Regions from separate parts of the Danio rerio genome. Here region 2 is linked to region 1. A link is a contact called in public Hi-C data. All regions are on one chromosome and are shown on one strand. The core of a region is the stretch at or near the end of the contact, and the rest is flanking DNA. Distances in the headings are between cores, read along the strand shown.

Region 1 (6,302 bases), core at 1,950-4,449:
CTGCCCAAAGATGGAAAGTCATAAACAGTGAAATAACTCTAAATTAGCAGACTAGTAAGAGACGTACGGCCAATGTCCTGACCTGATTTGATCGCTATGAACTCCATCATATGATTTTTGTGGTGCAGTTACAACCTATATTCAGTTGCAATCCAAGAGTACTTCTCTTCATGCCATGTAGTTTAACAAGGCATTAAATTCAAGAATAAGAAACATATCTTGGACAGAATAGCAGTTGTCTAGGTTCGTTTGCCATGGTACATGTCCAGCACTGTGGAGGTCTGCTCCAGCCATTAAAAGAAGTGGCAGTGCCCGTTGTACACATCTGTGGAACTTGCTTTGAGATTTTGACAACGTCTGGGACATTGCCTTAATGTCTGGAGAACGAATTATACGTTTTTTTTTTTGTTTCCAGTAAAAAATGTCATTCTAAAACTTAAAATGAATGCTTACATTTAAACTAACGTTTTAGAGTAAAACATTTGACTGCAAACAAAAATTTTAGATTTTTTCATATTATTTTTCATATTAATTTATCATATTATTTACCTGACAAATGTTTTGTCATCGATCCTAGTTGTAAGAGCAACAAATAATAACTTGACTTTTAGTTGATCATTTGGAAAAGTGGCAGAAGGTAGATTTAACTCATAATTCATATGTTGAGCTGCATCCCAATCATCACAAATACTGCAGAAGACCTACTGGAACCCGCATGGATGCAAGATTCTTACAGAAATCAGTCAAGATGGTAAGGAAAAATCATGGTTTGGGGTTACATACTGTATAGGGGCATGCAACAGATCTACAGAGTGGATGACAACATTAACAGCCTGAGGAATCTACATTACAAACCACAGGAGATGGCAAATTCCTCAGCAAGATAGCACTCCTCCTTATACTTCAGCCTCCACATAAAAGTTCCTAAAAGCAGAGAAGGTCAATGTGCTCCAGGATAGACCATCCCAGTCACCAGACATGAACATTATTGAGCATGTCTGGGGTAAGATAGAGGAGGCATTGAAGATAAAACCAAAGAATCGTGATGAACTCTGGAAGTCCTGCAAGACTGTTTTCTTCTACTTTCTCTAGTTATTTGAGTCGTTGCAGAGATGTATGGATGCAGTCGTCCAAGCTTACGGGAGTTATTCACAATATTAATTCTTTTCCCACTGCACCATGACTTTATATTCTATACTGCACACTATTTCTGTTAAGTGAAAAGACTTTGTCTAAGCAAAGTGAGACCTTACTGTCCTAATTAAATAATTAAAAATCAAGGCATGGTTATGTTTTATTTTGGTAAATTAAACATAATCTAGAGGCCTTTGCCTTTCATATAAGCCACTTCTGATACCAAATGATCAACTAGAAGTCAAGTTATTATTTGTGATTCCTAAAACTTGAATAGGCGACAAGACTTTTGTCAGGTAGTGTATATGTATATGGATGATGTCCTGTTTCTTTGAATTTGTAATTAATATTTTGTTGGAGTGTGATGTCCAATTATTGTTTGAGTATATTTTGATTTATTATGTAAAATTACTGTTGACATTGAAACATAATTAAAATAACAAAAATATATGTTGTTTCAGACATGCTTATATTTATTTTTAGACAACACATTGCTAATAATTTAATATTAGAAGAATTGGAAAATCAATATTTGGTAGAATAACCATGTTTTTGTTTTGTTTTTTACACATGAACACATTTGTTATTTTGACCAACTGTCATTTTTCTTGTAAAAAAAAGCTCTAAATTATATATCTATCTATCTATCTATCTATATATATATATATATATATATATATATATATATATATATATATATATATATTTTTTTTTTTTTTTTTTGAAACATGGAAGAAACGCAATCAGACCTTTATAGAATAATTCAAACATTAACATTAAAAAAAAAAAAAAAAAACGTGCCTAGGAAATCTAAGAAAATGTAAGTAGACTTGTAATTTTTTTTCCATAGATGTATACATACACAAACACAAATACATAGACATATACACACATACAGTTGAAGTCAGAATTATTAGGCCCTCTGTTTATTTTTTCCCCAATTTCAGTTTAACAGAGAGATTTCTTCAACACTTTTCTAAACATAATAGTTTTAATAACTAATTTCTAATAACTGATTTATTTAGTTTTTGCCATGATGACAGTAAATAATATTTTACTAGATATTTTTCAAGACACTTCTATACAGCCTAAAGTAACATTTAAAGGCTTTATAAGGTTAACTAGGCAGGATAGGGTAATTAGGCAAGTTATTGTATAACGATGGTTTGTTCTGTAGACTATTGAAAAATGTAGCCTAAAGGGACTAATAATTTTAACCTTAAAATGGCTTTAAAAAATAAAAACTGCCTTTATTTTAGCTGAAATAAAACAAATAAGACTTTCTCCAGAAGAAAAAATATTATCAGACATACTGTGCAAATTTCCTTGCTCTGTTAAACATAATTTGGGAAATATTTACAAAATAAAGGAAAATTAAAAGGGGGGCTAATAATTCTGGCTGCAACTGTATGCTTACACTTACATTCATTATGTATTTAGAGGCTTTACTTTGGAGAAGTGTTTGGTGCACATATAGTAATCTACATTGGAGGTATTGTGTGGGTGTGTGTGCCTGTACTTTCTTAAACATAAGAGAGTACTCCTTGTGTGTGTGTGTTTCTCAGTCCCTGTGATGCTGACAGACTGAAATTAGCTTTGGATTCCCATATGCACAGGGCAGGCTTCCAGCAGACCCCAATTACAATGCAGCAAAGCCAGAGAGGGTGCAGGGCAGACTGTGTGGAGCCCTCCTGGTCTGCTCCCTCGCTCAGGCACACACACACACACACACACACACACACACACACGCACACACACACACACACACACACACACACACACAATGTCACTACCACAGACTTGACAGACTACCGCAATGAGGCGCACAGCACGCACAGATCTGACTCACATACACTGGTGCTTATGCACACTTTTATATGGACACCTGCATCATCACACACATTTTAAATTAACCACATGTGCAGCTGCGTGCCACATCCAACACCGCCAGTCATTCTGGAGTTAATCGAGTTAAACCTGTGCACACGTTGAGACGTACTTACCTACTTGAAACAAATGCCCTTTGGGGTAGAAATTGAAAGGACATAACTTTTGAATTTTGTAAAGGGAGTTGCTAAAGTTCACCACTGGAGGGAGCTTCTCTGGTCCCTGCAGTATGACAGAGCAAAAGTATTTCCTGTGATTCTGTTTTTATTTACTTCAACAAAAACATCTGAAAACTTGCGGTCGATATAAAGAATTTTTATTGTGAAATAATTCTCCTTTCTCAGTGATTGAGAATGACAAGATTGTTTCCCTTGGCCTGAAACTGATTTTGTGGCTTTTCATGGCAATGCAGTCATTGACAGGCTCATCTTTAAACTGCTTCATTTTGTATTTAGGCTTTGGTTGAGTCTTAAATTGTCCTAAAAGTTTAAGAATGTGCAGATATGACAACTAGGCATGGGCCGGTATAAGATTCTGATAGTATGATAACCTTGGATAAAAATATCACAGTTTCACGGTATTGTGATTACTGCTCTAAATATATATTCTTTTTAAATGTCTGGGTAAAAAACGAAAGATTTTTTTCACTTTGAACACAATATATCTAATTTTGAGAAACTTAAAATATTTTGTAACAGTAAACATGTCAGGCTAAATAATTCAAATTTTTTTTTTTGATTTATTTTTGGCCTTTTTTCCTTTATTATTAGATAGGACATATTTTAGACAGGAAGCGAAGTGGGAGAGAGAGACAGGGGGTAGGGTAGGGAAATGTCGTCGAGCCGCGATTCTAACTTGCGACGCCCTGACGTGCTATTGCACCATATGTCGGCGCGCTAACCACTAGGCTAATGCGCCGACGTAAGTTACTTTTTATAGTAATAGATTACAAATTATTGATTACTAATGGAAAATTGTAATCTGATTACATTACTAATTGCTTCATGTAAAAAGTAGTCAAATTACTAATTACTATACTTTGAAGTTACTTTTAAAACATTTAAAATATACCTATAAAAATGCTAATTAAACCACAACTCTTTTAGCAATTTATTATTCACTGAAAAACATTACAATGGGTGGATCACAGCAGCTTGACATATTAAAGAGTTCACCCAAAACTTAAAATTCTCTCATCATTCACTTGTTCCAAACCTATTTGTTTTTTGTTTTTATCATAAAAAAAGAAATTTAGAAGAAAATACTCGTGACTATTGACATCCATAGTATGCCAAAGCACTGCAGTGTTTGGGTGTTCTGTGTTTGTCTAATGTAATTAGTCTACTGAAATGTGTATATTCTATACAAAGCATGAAATTAATTGGTCAGTTCTTGTCATGTGACTCGTGATTTTCAACTGGATGCACCTTGGAAATGCAAGCATGCGCAATATGCGCTCCCAATATGCGTGGGCTCACAAGACAACATATGTAAACGGCCCCATAAGCAGCTATGCTATATTCAGAAGATACCTTCACTCCCAATCCTGCACAAAAATCCAAATGAGCCTGTTTAGGCTGAGTTGGGCCACTATGTTTTTGGCCGCGGGTGTCCTCCTTTGTGACGAGTATTGTCTTAGAATAATTTCTGTTCAAGAGCTTAAACAAGTAGCTGGTCAAGTTAAAAGCAGTCGTAAGTTCTTTAGAGACTGGACATACAGTAGACTGCATTTCACAGCAATGTTTTTATTTTTCTGCTCAGTGAAATCAAAATAAAGTCTGTATTTCCACTTGAAGAATCAACCATTTGACAGAAGCTATTTTCTTGCGTTGTCCAGCAATTTAAAGGCAAATGTTTATTTACACTTATTAACTGAAGTTGCAGCAGAAAATGTGATTTTAAAAGCGTTTTTTCTTCTAAACCTCTATTTGTATAAGTAACGCTATTACATTAATTTTTGTAACAGTAATCAAATTACACAAATGAAAATGTAATTCGTTACATTACTGCGTCCCTTAAAATTTAATTAGAATACAGTAACTCGCCCAACTCTAAAAATGAATCATTGACTTTTGCTGTTTCATTTGTTTAAAAAAACACTGTTTTCTTTACTATTTAAAACGGCATCGTTGGATATCTTTTCTGCTGGAGATACTGTGGTCATAAAAAAACTAACAAATACTGTAGGAACGGTATAGCAGAAAATTTCAGCGGTTTTAAAACCTTGACTTTCCAAACTAGGGTGTACCTAATTTTTCTTGCAACCTTACTCTATTTTAGCTAAATGTTCTATAAATAAGAGTCAATCCTGATTTACAATGTAGTTTAAAGAGACTTAGTCAAAGGTAGAATCAAATGCGGGGTTCACTTGTCTCTTTTTATGTGAGTGCAATTTTCCTGTAGTGCTTTTATACCACAAAGAGAACCAGAAAACCACGCAATTCATTATTCCTCGGATAATAAGCTCTCTCATAACTTTCAATCTTTCATCCCCTTTCTGCTTTGCCGATTTTTCATACTTGAATAGCTGGGCTGGATGAGTCAAGCTCTTCTAACAAGCATACATAAATATTTAAGCTCCTGTCTTACAGAATGTTTATAATTCATTTGAAACCAGAAAGGGCCTAATCCAGGAATCATCTATAAAAGATTTTGTTTCATAATTTCAATAATAAGGTCGTCAAAGTTTGCATGTCCACAAGCTACAATTTTATGGATGAGGAATTGCTAATTTTAAAAAAGGAGCTAGAGGAACACTCAAAGGAGACCTTTGTGGTTTTAATATATTAGAATTGGCCCACCAGCGTTTTTCTAGCTTCGTTTTGTACATTAGTGTTGGCATTAATATACGACAGGGGTAGCACTCCGCTGGCTTTAAAAGGGTCCTTTTGGCTTACTTTTGCATCAATATAGACTGCAGTTGAATAGTTTTACAAAAAAGGGGGGTCATGTCAGCCGCAGTCTCTATTTTAGGCTCCTATCCACCAGTGCACTGATATTTTGCTGTGGGAGGACATTCCTGAAGTTTACACCCCAAAAAAAATGAGAGTTGAGGGAACATTTCAATGAGATTTTCAGGCTTGAATATCTCATAACAAGCATGCCAAAAATATGCCATAATTGACTAAAATAATAAATATGACATAATGAAAAATCGACTAAATTTGAAGGATATGTTAATCAAAAGACTCAAACTGTAGTGAAAACAGTTCCAATAAGATACTTTTCTAGACATTTCTGACTGCCTTGTGATTTCTTTCAATTTTAGTACAGAGAAGCTT
Region 2 (6,367 bases), core at 299-2,798, 37 kb after region 1:
CCTCAGGAAATGGGCTTCAGTATTGATTGCCAAGAGAAAGACTACAGGCAGTTTTTGTTTTTTTCTTCCAACTTTTTTTTTTATGGCAGTACTGCCATCACACTGCTACCACTGCTTTGGTCTCATGGAGGCATTTAGTTTTTATTTAATGTCTTTTTAGCCTTCTAATGTGTTTTTCTTTATGTTGATGTTTAGGTGAAAAAAATAAGCAAAAAATCATGCAGCGTTGCATTATATTGATAAGCAGTGAATGTAAAGACATTTTTAATGTTTCATAAACTTTATTCTGCTCCCCCAATGATGCACAAGGTTTACTTAAGTGTATTGTTTGTTAGTTTAACATGTATATTGTGAAATTTGCCATGTATATTTGAAGAGTTCAGATGCAAAAACCTAAAAGTGCTGTCTGAAATTTCCATCGAAAATTATAATTTTTCTCAGCCTCCTTTGTTTTTGTTAAGATATTTTACTTCAAAGATTAGTAAAGGAATTTATTTTTTGCTAAAAAATATGATGTTATTGAACATACACACAGGAGCCTGATAAAAATGCTGATTTCAGAGGAAATTTTCAGACGGCATGTGGAGGTTTTTGCATCTGAACTCTTCATTTTTTAATGAAGCAACAAACACATGTAAACTGCAGAATATATGCGTTTAAGGCACATTTATGCATCATGTCATATCACATAGCTCTTATGGTGCGTTTCCACTACAAAATCAAATCTATGCTCAGTGCTTCTGGCAACGCTACAAAGCCACTGCTCTAGGGTGTGTCAGATTTATAGATGAGCATGCCTATTTTAATCAGGCAGAAGACAGTGCCATTATACGTTTATCACACGTGCAAGAAATGATTAATGCATAAACAAAGGTATACATGGTTCAAAAAGTTTGTCTAAACCGAAACTGTGCACTGTAAAACCCAAAAAGTTAAGGTAACTCAACATTTGAGGAAACCGATTGCAACAAATAATTTAAGTTTAAAAACTAATGCCTATGAGTACAGTGAACTTAATCCATTTGAGTAAATGAAGCAATAAAACCCAATAAATGAAGAGAACTCAAACCAACTGAGTACTGTAAAACCCAATAAGTAAAGTCAACTCAAACTGTTTGAGGAAACCGATTGCTGCTAACCATTTGAGTTAAAAAAAAAAAAAACTGGACGACTGTAGGGTGAAGAAATTATTTTAATCTGACAGTGCCTTGCGATGCCATTCCTGCAATTATGCTTCTCTATGGCCACTATCACCTCCAAACTCTTTATTGGTTAAGAAACCAGACCATCACTCAGTGAAGAGTTCATCATTGTGTCTAATTCAATGCACTCATCAAAGGCTGCTCAGCTATTACTGGATTATGTCTCCAAGTGAGTGAGTTTATTCTACAGAAAATCAATGATCTGTTTAAGAGCACATGCACTTGTCGGGTGTTAAGGGTTTAGCCTGCTGTGTGTTTATCCAGTGTGTGTGATGTATGCCTGGCCGACAGTGGCCAGCATGAAGATACGGGTCATCGAAAGCCAAACTCAAAGGACACACCGGCAGACTCATCCCCCTCCCCCCTCCTCTTTTTCTTCCTCATCGGCTTCTTTTTCTTTGTTTCTGCTTTGTGTACATTTGAGGCGACTTCCTTGTCTTGGCGGATCTGCCTCTCCCGGGGTCTTGATAAGGGATCTGGGTGGTCTGATGAGGTGCCAGCGTGATTAGATTAAATTTATTATCCGCTTTCCACCAGACATGGGGGAAGAAATGAGGCGCTATCGGAGCAGACGACACTTTTGGAAGAGACTAATCTCACATATAAATAATGTAGTCTCCATTGCGTCCGCATACACGGATGGCTGAAGGCTTGTTGATGGATCAAAGACTTTTTGATCAAATCTATTAATTTATTCATAATATGATTAAAAACATTCATCATTTTTATTAAAAATGCTGTTAATGCATGCAGTGATTGGAGTACACTTTGATAATGAGTGTGCATGATTTTAAGAAAAGTTTTAAATGTAAATATATTTCAAATAAGTCATGCTCTTTTATAATCTAAAATGCACTACAGCTTTTTGGTCAAAGCGACTAGTATAATCAATTAAATAAATTCACATTGAACATGCAAAACATGCACAATGTTTGCACATATTTGTTGGCAAACCGAGCTCTCTGCTATTCACATGGTCGCCCACTAAAGCTAACTGCGCCCGGTTAGGACCTGGATGGCAGACCACTTAAGAAAGCTAGATTGCTGCTATACTGGTGTTAGTGAGACCAGCAGGGGGCGATCAACCTGTGGTCTGTTGGGTCCTACCGCCCCAGTATATTGATAAGCTCTATACTGCTCAGTAATTGCTGACTTTTGGATGAGACGTTAGACTGAGGTCCTGACTCTCTGTGGTTGTCAAAAATCCCAGGATGTCCTTCAAATAAGAGTAGGGGTTTATCTCTGGGATCCTGGCCAAAATTTGCCCACTGGTCATCCCTTTATCATAACTGACTTCATCACCTAGTCTCCTTTCTACCAATCAGCTGGTGTGTGGCATTCGGTTTGGCATAATATGGCTGCCGTCGTGTCATCCAGGCGGATGCTGCACACTGGTGGTGGATGAGGAGCTTCCCCCTAATAATGTGCTTTGAGTGTTTAGAAAAGCGCTATATAAATGTAAAAATTATTATTATAATAATAATAATAATAATAATAATAATTATTATTATTATTATTATTATTATATTTGTGTTGGTGCTAAATGCATTTGAGGCATATTAAATTAATTATTATGAGTATTTAAATAAACATTTATAATTATAACATTTATATTGAAATCAGTATAGTTTCTGTTTGTTTTATACTTGGAATTAAAAAAAGATATGACTCAATGTTTTTTTTGTTTTTTTAAATGTTTTTTTCTCGAAAGTATTTTTATTAAATAGTACATATAAAATGTTAAATGCAATTAAATATTTTATTTTGTTAATATAAAAAGTAAATGCATTAATATTTTAAAATAAACTTATATAAAAAATAAGAATAAGGATGTGCACACTCACATTCCTGTTCAAGATGAACAAAGATGTACATGACCACATAATGTTTTTAAAGGAACTAAAATTGCAACTTTTTGGTACAAATTATCCAAAACCAAACCAAAACCATATTTTTCCGTGTCCACTTCATGGATTTTTATGTTCCAGTAATTTCATGCTTCTTGATAGAAACCACAGCAAATACTAGCACTGGTTTTAATGTTGAGATGTAAGAAGTCTTTGTTTTCCAGCATAGCATTAGCTTGCATTGAGTTTTGCTCTTTACTTGTAAGAAGCTTGGTTGAAAATCTGCAGGATTTGGCTTTGGGTCCACAAGTGAACATTGTCAAAAGATTGTCCAAAATACACAAACGGGGAGAACTTTTGGCATGAATATCACTCGACTAAAGTGTCAATCAACCATCTAGAGCTGTCGGCCATTAGAAACACCTCACAATCCATCCTTTAATTAATTTTCAGATTTTCTCCCTGGAGGGACGCCGGTTAAGCGTAGGTGATTTGATTATATGTCACCTTTTGTTTGTCAAGGACTTGAATACGAGCCCAAAACCCCGATGAATTTCCCCCAGTAGAGTTGAGCTCCCTTGTCCAATGCAGACAGAAAAGTCTCCAAAACAATCCATTAAACATCTACTCATGGATTTGCTTTCTTTTTACTTTTAGAAGTACTGCAGAGATCCTCAAACAGACCATCTGTTTAATTTGCTCAGAGAAAGTGTTAATGATTGTAATCAGAGATGTTCTTAAATATTTACAGCACTTAATAGCTAATAAATTACAATCTACCTTTGATACAGACAAACTGTTGCCATGTAGAAGATTAGTTCTTGTGTTTCCTGGCATGGTCTACTAGTGCAATACGGACTGTTGAGTAATTCACAATGGATAAGCACACTTTTAAAAAAATCTGAGAGATATGCTAATTTTGCAAAATGTGTCAAAAATGTTATATAAAAGTCATCATTATACCAAAATACCTCTATTACATAATACACATTATTATTATTATTATTATTATTATTACTACATGTACTAATATAAAGTATATATTGGAAATCGTAATTATATGCAAAATGTAATTATATGTTATATTCATGCAATATTTGTTCAGTCGATTCCCTTTCAGCTGTAACCCAGTACTGGGAAACATCCATACACATTCATTCACACACATACACTACGGCCAATTTAGTTTACCCAATTCACCTATAGCGCATGTCTTTGGACTGTGGGGGAAACCGGAGTACCCAGAGGAAATCCATGCCAACATGGGGGGAACATACAAACTCTAAACAGAAATGCCAACAAAGCCAGCCGGGACTCAAACCAGCGACCTTCTTGCTGTGAGGCGACAGTGCTAACCACTGAGGACCTTGTGGCCCCAGCATGCAATATTCATGTCATAATTATAGATTTCTTTTCTTCTTCAAGTTTAACTAAATTGTTATTTTTTTAATTGTAGTGAGGACCTTTAAGTTTCAGTGTAAACTAAAAAGCTATTTCTGCTGTGTGATAGACTTTTTATTATCCACATAAATTGATATTGTTATATTAATATTGTATTATTTATTGCCCGGCCCTATTTAAGCCCAGCGTTTACCTACTATAGGTGCCATTTACACTAATGTATCTTTGTTTTAGAACATGTGTATTGTTGCAACCCAGGTTCATTATTGATAACTTACCCCTGTTTAAATTTCTGGAGAGCGTCGAATATGTCCCAGGACCTACGTTTTTTTTTTTTTTTTCAATTTTTGTTCAGTGAACCCACCAGAGGCCACTGTGTACGCTTTTTCAAATATCAAATTTCTCTCGCGAGTATCATTCGCACCTGCTTTTCTCACGTAAATAGCCCAGAGGCCGCTGTCGACTGAATAACCAAACTACCAATAAACCACCACACCCCCTTCCCTAAACTCAAACGATAGTGTTTTCAAAAGCACAGATTGACCCGATCACCCGCTTCCCTAAACCCAGTCGATAGTATTTTCAAAAGTGATCCAGAAGGCTTTTACCATGTTTTCCAATCTTGCCATGTTCTCTCCCTGTTATCTACTGATTATTTAGTTTTTTGCCTTTTTTATTTTTGTTTTACCTGCTTTCTGGAACCATTCCTTGCCGCAATTGAACCCCGTCATCGTGGTCAACTCAACTCTGCGTCTGAAGTTTGCCGACACACACGACGAGCCACTGAGCAAACTGTTACAGTGGAAAAGCCACCTACACGAAGGTAATTGGTCAGCTGGTACTGCTAAAATAAACAGAAGTCATTGGCGGCATCATACTGCCCCTTAGTGGTTCGTTTTAAAGACCAAATGCAGTTATACATAGCTCTAGCTACATAATTTGCGCTCTCCAGAAATGTATGCAGGTACTTTTTTACAATGAGCCTTTGTTGGTATTTTTTCTGCTACACCTGGCATCCACACTACTCTTGCACCTTTGACCCATGAAACAAAGCATTTTAAAAACAATAAAGACCCTGGTTTTATTTGGAAATGCTGCGTTTCCTGTTTTAAGAAATAATGTCAAAATGTAGTGAGTTCTACAGTAAAACAAGCTAAGTAATAAACCAATGATTTAAATCCATTCTTATTTCAAAGCGAAAGCTAGTTTATTTTGCTTGTTTTAAGTAAAAACTTATTTAATTTTGGCTTATTATTCCTGGAAACAAGACCATATTTTTACTTTATTAGAAAAAGCTTGGTTTAACAATTTTTAGATATTTGTACTGAAAACAAGACAAAGCTCGAAGTAAAAAAGGTATTTTTTGCAGTGCTGAAACAAAATAAAAATGCCAGTCTAAACTAGGAGTATTTTCTTTTTAAAATGATGTTTTAAAACAGAAACACACTCTCTCTTAAGTTTACCTTCCTGTATTTCCTGTATTGAAAAACCCCAAAACAGTTTGTGATCTAACAAGAAAAACAGTCTTGTCACGATTTAGACCCTTTGCGACACTTTCCACTATGCATGTGCTCCCTGTTGAGTTCATTAGCCTCAGAGGCTTTAGTACTGAGACTAGTACTGTTTTAATGATCACTTCAGACTCCACTTTCTCTCTCTGTGCTTTGATATGACTTTGTGGTTCTGGTAGCAGCCGCTTTCTCCTGCTAAGCGGCCTTCGTTTTTCCATATCGCAGACCATTGCTAACTCAAATAATGAAGCTCATTAAAGTCAACTGGAAGCTTAGACTCTGTAACGCTGGAGACAGTAAGGTTCTGTCTGCTCTTTGAGCAAAGCTTGGGTGGTGTGGTGACAGTGTTAGTGATGTTACGTCAGAGAATCATTAATGGAAAGAATTAGGTTTTCACTGTAGTAAG

The links. A called contact is a pair of places that touch in the nucleus more often than the background predicts.
Region 2: a Hi-C map of embryo shows a contact between it and region 1, with 1.6 times the contacts expected there. The contact joins two enhancer-like sites. A contact is called at or near these places in 2 of 18 Hi-C or Micro-C datasets (caudal fin and embryo).

The regions. Positions count from the first base shown.
Region 1 is chr15:34,618,117-34,624,418 of GRCz12tu, forward strand. The region is part of intron 1 of dchs1a (dachsous cadherin-related 1a); the gene reads left to right. Among named protein-coding and RNA genes, the nearest start is that of dchs1a, 14 kb to the left of the region's middle. Within about 2 kb of position 3,200, at least 19 of the 62 cell types and tissues checked have an H3K27ac peak or open chromatin away from gene starts, as enhancers often do.
Region 2 is chr15:34,657,008-34,663,374 of GRCz12tu, forward strand. All of the region lies in intron 2 of dchs1a (dachsous cadherin-related 1a), which reads left to right. Among named protein-coding and RNA genes, the nearest start is that of dchs1a, 52 kb to the left of the region's middle. Within about 2 kb of position 1,549, at least 8 of the 62 cell types and tissues checked have an H3K27ac peak or open chromatin away from gene starts, as enhancers often do.